Linked DNA regions of Mus musculus: region 2 is linked to region 1. A link is a contact called in public HiChIP or PLAC-seq data. All regions are on one chromosome and are shown on one strand. Each heading gives the region's core, a stretch centred on a gene start, on an enhancer-like site or on the middle of the called end of the contact. The rest is flanking DNA. Distances are from core to core; before and after follow the strand shown. Region 1 overlaps Btd (biotinidase). Region 2 has its middle 11 kb from the start of Gm36164.

The links. HiChIP or PLAC-seq counts read pairs in DNA pulled down with a chosen protein or histone mark.
Region 2: a contact with region 1 is called in a FOXA1 HiChIP or PLAC-seq map of pancreatic cancer cells. The contact joins two enhancer-like sites. A contact is called at or near these places in 3 of 115 datasets of contacts at active chromatin or transcription factors (differentiating embryonic stem cells, embryonic stem cells and pancreatic cancer cells).

Annotation. Positions count from the first base shown.
Region 1 is chr14:31,667,918-31,671,230 of GRCm38.p6, reverse strand. It overlaps Btd (biotinidase), which reads right to left. Exons shown (of 4, transcript NM_025295.4): 4 at 3,034-3,313. Among named protein-coding and RNA genes, the nearest start is that of Btd, 29 kb to the right of the region's middle. Within about 2 kb of position 1,715, at least 277 of the 459 cell types and tissues checked have an H3K27ac peak or open chromatin away from gene starts, as enhancers often do. A contact at or near this core is called in pancreatic cancer cells, where this site is marked.
Region 2 is chr14:31,900,375-31,903,401 of GRCm38.p6, reverse strand. No RefSeq gene overlaps it. Among named protein-coding and RNA genes, the nearest start is that of Gm36164, 11 kb to the left of the region's middle. Within about 2 kb of position 1,286, at least 28 of the 459 cell types and tissues checked have an H3K27ac peak or open chromatin away from gene starts, as enhancers often do. A contact at or near this core is called in pancreatic cancer cells, where this site is marked.

The DNA.
Region 1 (3,313 bases), core at 466-2,965:
TTATAGACTTCATCTTTCAGTGACCAGTCAGGAGACTTTAAAAGCCTGGGCTTCTCGCCATCCCTGCAGATTCTGATCCTTAGAGGCAGTGTCAGGTGTGGGCACTCATGCTGTCTTAGATATGAGGAAAGCGGTGGTTTTGCTTGTAGCTTAGTGAAAACTGAGGTGACACATCGGGAACCCAGGACAACAGGTAGGCATCCTTGTGACAATTAACGACCTGTGACCTGCCTGGGCTGTTTGTCACGACTAGGCAGCAGATGTTGACCTTGAAGAGAAGACTGGGGACAGAGCACAGCCTGTCCTCCAGCCCAGCAGCATCCTTGGGATGTTTCCCTGTGCTCCTATCACTGAGTTTAAAAACACTTTTCATTGGTTGATGGTTTTTGGTGTATGTTTATGGTGTATGTTTTTGCGGCAAGAGCTCACTTGACCCAGGAAGGCCAGATTCTCAATGTCTTCTGCCTCAGCCTCCTGAAGGCTGGGATCTCAGGTGTGTGCCTGGATGGTATAAACCCAGCTATCTTGTACATTTTTAACTGCTGTGACTTTATTTTGTCATATATAGACCCTGAATGTTGGATGTTGAAAATCCATGTTTGTCTTGAGGTCATTTAGGCAGTTCTAACCCTCAGCAGGAACTAGAGGGGTGGCTCTCTGCCATCCCTCTACATGGAATTTTTACACCAGGTTACCTCTCATGACAGCCGGCCCTCTGGCTGACTAGTCTTAGGTCTTGTGCCTGCCTGGCCAGTGGGTTTCAGCTAAGGGGTATCTCTCTGGTGCCTCCAGCAAAGTCCTGGTCCTTACTAATACTCTGGCAGCTGAGTTAAAATCCATTTGGCGTTTATTTGAAAGCTATTATTGACTTGGAGACTTGTTACAACATCCATAGTTAACCATCACCGTCCACGCTGTCTCACCCATGAAGGGGTCACCACGTGGATCTTCTTCGGTGATCGCAGCGGGCATGTCTGCGCCTGTGGAACCGGGCCAGTCTTCCAGAAGGCTGTTGTTGGTCTTTTGTTTGTTTGTTTGCTTTTGGTTTTTTTCCTTCTTTGGCATACAGATGTTAAGCTCACTGAATATATCTCATTATGCCCTAACTTCCTTTGTGAGAAAAACCACAGCCAGGCACAACTGTGCCTACAGAAGAGCCCACACAGACTAAGCCACTTCCCCCAAGTCTGTTTCCACCAAAAATACCCTTGGCTTCCTGCCTCCATGCTGTGGTCAGAACGCCTTTTGCTTCCTGAACTTGAGAGCCATAGTTAACGAAAGCATAGCGCAGTCATTAGTCATTGGCATATTTCCTCCTACAATGGCTGGTTTCGTTCATTTTCCTATCCTTTGTTCTGCCATCTGGCAACTTCCTTTCACTGTAAGAGTCCCTTTGTCCGACCCCCATTATTTGCTGTTGCCCTTATGTCTGCAGGAGCAATTCATTCTTAATTGTCATTAGTGGTCTGGGGCTAGTCAGCAGGGACAAATGAAGATCTGACAGGTGCCCAGTACTGTCACATACTGGGAGGCCTGGATGGAGCGGCTCTGCACTCAGGACAAGCCTTCCTGTGCCTGCTTCTCCTGTGGGTTTGGGTTGTCTTGGGATGAAGTAGCAAGATGCATTTTAAAAAGACTGTCTGTCTCTCGAGGTTTGGGGGCAGGGAAGCAGTGTGGACTGTGGACAGCCACATCTGGAGCTGCATCCAGCCTGCCAGCTCCCGCCTGCTGGAGAAGTCTGCACTGGGAGGGCAGGCAGGCACTGTCATCTGGTGGGAGAGGTCCTGCACCATCCCGGGGGGGGATTCCCAGGGCGAAGGAATCCCAGAATTTCCTGAGGGATTGAGCTGTTCATTTCCTCAAGACTTGACTCATCCCGAGCCTTTGCAAGCGATGAGTCAACCCGGGCTGGCGCCACCAGTGCCTTTTGCTTTTGGCATGACGCCTGTGCTTGCCCCACCCGAAGGTTTAAACCCACCGTTGAGGCCACGCTTGTAAGAGCTGTCCTTTGGAATCCAGGGTACATGCTCAGTTGCCCTGCCAAGGACCAGAATAGGGACGTTCCTGCCAGAGAACGGGACGAGGTCAGTTTCCTCTCATACAGTTTGGTGATTTTGTTGTTGCTGTTTTGGGACCGGAACTCACTATGTATCCCTGGCTGCGCTGGAACAGAAATCTGCCTGCCTCTACCTCCTTCTCACAAATACACTCCATGGCACACACACACAGATTTTAAAAGGCATTAAATAGCAGCAACATTAAGAGGCAAATATCAGAAGACTATCCATTCTGCACTTTATAAAAAAATTATAATGGAAACTATTACTCTGCACAGGTCTAACACCTTCATTGGATGCAAATTAGAAACCAGTGGCCTATAAATGCCTTCACTGTCCTGACCATGTCTGTCAGTTTCTAGTTTGGAACTGGTACTGTGGGCAGCCCTTGCCCTGCGCTTTCGTGGGGTCTTGGAAAAGATCTGCTGCTGTTGGGCTAAGCAAAAGTGTGTGCCGGCGACACAGTGGAGACCTCTTTAACACAAATTTAAGTAAACCAGCGTCACTGTATCCACACAGTTGAGCAAAGCTAAACCGATGTATGGAAGTCTCTGGAATCCCTGGATGAGACATCTCAGACAGAATAATTCTTTTACTCATGTTTTCCTAGGTTCGCCTTGCTCAATGCTTCCCAGCCCCTCCCTCCGTCCCTAGCTCGGCGCTCCCCAGTTATTCCGAGGCCCACCCACACACCCATCCACTGACAGCAAGGCAGATGCAAGTCGGGCCTTTCTTCTATTTTGAAGAGCTGTTCCTAGGACTGCATTTCTGACACCGCTGGTGGCTCGGGCATTGCCACCTCATCTGGAAGTTCCTGTTGGCCAGAATAGGGACAGTCACCGAGCAGCCTTTTGTACAGCATTGCTTGGAGAGTGTGTTTCTTAGCACAGAAAGTGATCGGGCTTGGGGGATATCATTGCGGTGTCACTAGATCAACAGTGAAAGATACAAAACAAAGAAAAAAACCCAGCCAGTATTCTGCGGATTTGTAAAATAGCAACTGAGGTTTATTTTCTGGCTTCAAATTTAAAACCAATTGTGTAGTGGGAAGAGGGTGTGGCCTGACAGACTAAAGTGAATAGAAAATACCAGAAAATGTCTCAGTCATTATGTAGAAAGGAAGGAACTGCCCCTCCCATTTTCTTACGGCTCCCCAGGGTGGGAGCCAGTGCCACAAGGGTGGCTTTCCCAGCACTTGGGATCTGTGGCCCTGGAAAGGCAGGTCGTCCCCCAGAGCCCACCCCGCTGACCACAGT
Region 2 (3,027 bases), core at 37-2,536, 230 kb before region 1:
AGGCTGAGCTATCTGCTGTCCACAGCTGGATACCCAAGGGTACCACTATCCACAGGCAAGATGCTGTTCAGCTCACAAAGGCAGTGCAAGCCCCACCCGATTCAGGTTTTACTGTACGTGGGACCTCAGTGGAAGGAGAAATGCTTACCCAGCCTGGGGAAGACCATCTGCTTTAGGCATTTCACCAATTTAGATGCTAATCTCTTCTGTAAACACTTTCACAGGCAGGTTCAGATATAAAGTTTTACCAAAGTCGGTGCCTCCCTTAGTCCAGTCAAACTGATACCTAAAGTTAACTATCACATCATGGAAGAGTGTTTTGCATGAATTTATCTGTGAGTACCCCGGAACGTAGGTTTTTCCATAATACAAGCAGACCTAGCAACCCAATATCACTTAAAAGCAACGTAAATCTCATTGACTTGCAGTGGGGGCACCTAACCATCAAGGTTCCCAGAGCTGAATCCTAAGGCGGATGGACCGCACCAACTCTAATCCACACCTCATTATTTTAGAGAATGAACAAGAGGATGGACACGGGTATTAAAGCAATGTTTGCTGAGGGGACAAAAGGCAAGGAGAGTTTCTTTTCATTTCGATAAATCACAAACTTTGCATTCTAAATAAAACAACAAAATTAGTCTCAGTTATAAGAGCTCTTCTGCGGATATTTCAACCCAGCATCGATAAAGTTGGAGACCGCCACAGCTATGGGCTCTGCATTCTTGGCACAAAGTACTCATCTTTGAGAGCAAAAACAAAACAAAACAAAACACAAACAAACAAACCTCAGTATTAGAACTCACACAGGAGAATAGAATACCTGTTAAAACTTAAGTGTGGCAAGCTAGCAAGTGGGCTCAGAGGGAAAAGGTGCTTGCTGCCAAGGCTGTGACTTGAGTTTGATACTCAGGACCCCACATGTTGGAAAAGGAGAACAGACTCAGGCCCAGTCAGTTTGGCCTCTACATGGCCCCCAAGGCACCTGCATGCCCTTCACACTCATATAAAGAAGGTAATATTAATTCTATTGTGTTGTTTTTATTGTGTTGATAATAGTTAACATTTGCCAGACACCAGACACTGGGATGACACAGAGGGCCTATGCAGTCTTCAGTTCCCTTGGCTAGCTCCAGGGTCTCCTGTTCATTTTAGTATTTCCAGATCCTAAGGGCTTCTTGATTAAAAAAACAAAACAAAACAAAACAAAGAAAAGCACGAATAAGGATGAATGACTCAGTGAGTGTGGCTGAGTCACACAGAAGTTTCAATGTCCTTTGTGCCTGCAGCCAGAGAAAACACGGGCTGTTTGTCTTAAGTGCCACGAGTGCTAATGACAACCTGGAGCCACTTGTCTTGGCTCAAGTGAACTACATGATAATTAAAATTCCAGGAGCCCTGCCAATTTGCTGTTGAATGGAGTCATAATTAAAACCCAAATGATCTTAGCTTATACCTAGAAATTGTATTAAAAATTAAAGTAAAGGCACGAGGGATGTAGCTCAGTTGGTAGATGGCTTGTCTGGCTCGCACAAAACCCTGGGTTCAGTCTTCAATACAGCATAAACCAGGCATAGCATTATACACCGTTAACCTAGAAGTGAGGAAATAAAGGCAGAGATCAGGAATCCAAGGTCACCCTTAGCTACAAAGTGAGTTCAAGCCAGCCTGGAATATGTGAGACACACACCACCCATTAAAATGAAAAGAAAAGTTAAAGTTAGCAAGCATTCAAGATGTTTTGCGTCCCGATTATTTTACTTCAGTTAGCAATGATCACCAGTCTTATGTTGTTTCATAGATACCAAATCCGGGTGGTGGGGACCCGTGTAGTGGTGCACACCTGTGTGTGACTCCCAGAACCACTCTCAGGGAAGTGATGCCACTGACAGTGGGAAACCAGCCATGGGAAAGGATTCACACTCTACAAATGAGCAACTTCCATAGATCGAGTCCCCCCTCCCCAGAGCCTGCCATTAAACATTTGGCAGCATGATACTGGCTACAACATATTTTGCACACGATCCTCCAGGTAGCTGCATTCTTACTGGGAAAGAAAGCTCACACCCCATCCTTCCAGACTCAGCAGCTTCTTCTGTGTTACTGAATTAACTGTGTCCCTTTCTTTCCCACCCATGCCTGGATGGTGTGCAGAGAGTTAGCCTGCACGGCAGTCATGAGAGTGGATTCCACCTCAGCACCCGTGACTCCTCCCCCGGCCCCACACCGGGCATCTTCTTCCTCTGGGTTCCAGGAAAAAAAGGTTAGGTGTATGAAGAATCACTCATTATGTCGGAACTGAGGCCCAACTGAACTCACTGTAAAATGTGTGCCTATAAATGAAGTACAGGTTCAGGGTTCCCCAACCTTAAAGAAACAGGGAAGATGGCCATACCAGCAAAGAGAAATAAACCAGGCCTGGAAAGGCAAACATCATAGGTTTGATCTCATAAGCAGAATGAGAGTAAATTTATCTATAAATGACGCGAAGATAGGAGGATGCTATTTGGGGAAAGAAGAGACCAATGGGAAAAGAGAGACGGTAACAGGTGAAGGTGAGCAAAGTATATAATATATACATATGAAAGGCACGTGATTTTGTAAGCTAGCTAAAAATAAATTTTAAAAATGAAGTAATTAATTTAATTATTCTTTTTGAAAGAAATAGGTGGGGTGACAGATCCACTGGAGCAGCACAGGTCCTCTGTCTGCTTGTCTAATGTAGTTACTTTGTTTGCTCCATTTGTTTATTTGTTTATTTATTCATTCATTCATTTATTCTGTGTGTGTGTATGTGTGTACATGAATATGGAGGTCAGAGGTCAGTAGAACATTTTTTGTTTGAGCCGGGCTATTGTACAGGGACCTGCAGGTAAGTAGCTGGCCAGTGAGCTCCAGGTGTCCTCTTTATCTTTCGCCCCAGTGCTCGTATTACACACACATGGCTTTGTGTCTGGCTTTTTACAGGGGTGATCTGAACTATACTTGTGTGGCAAACACTTTACCAGCTAAGCCAGTTCCCCAGCC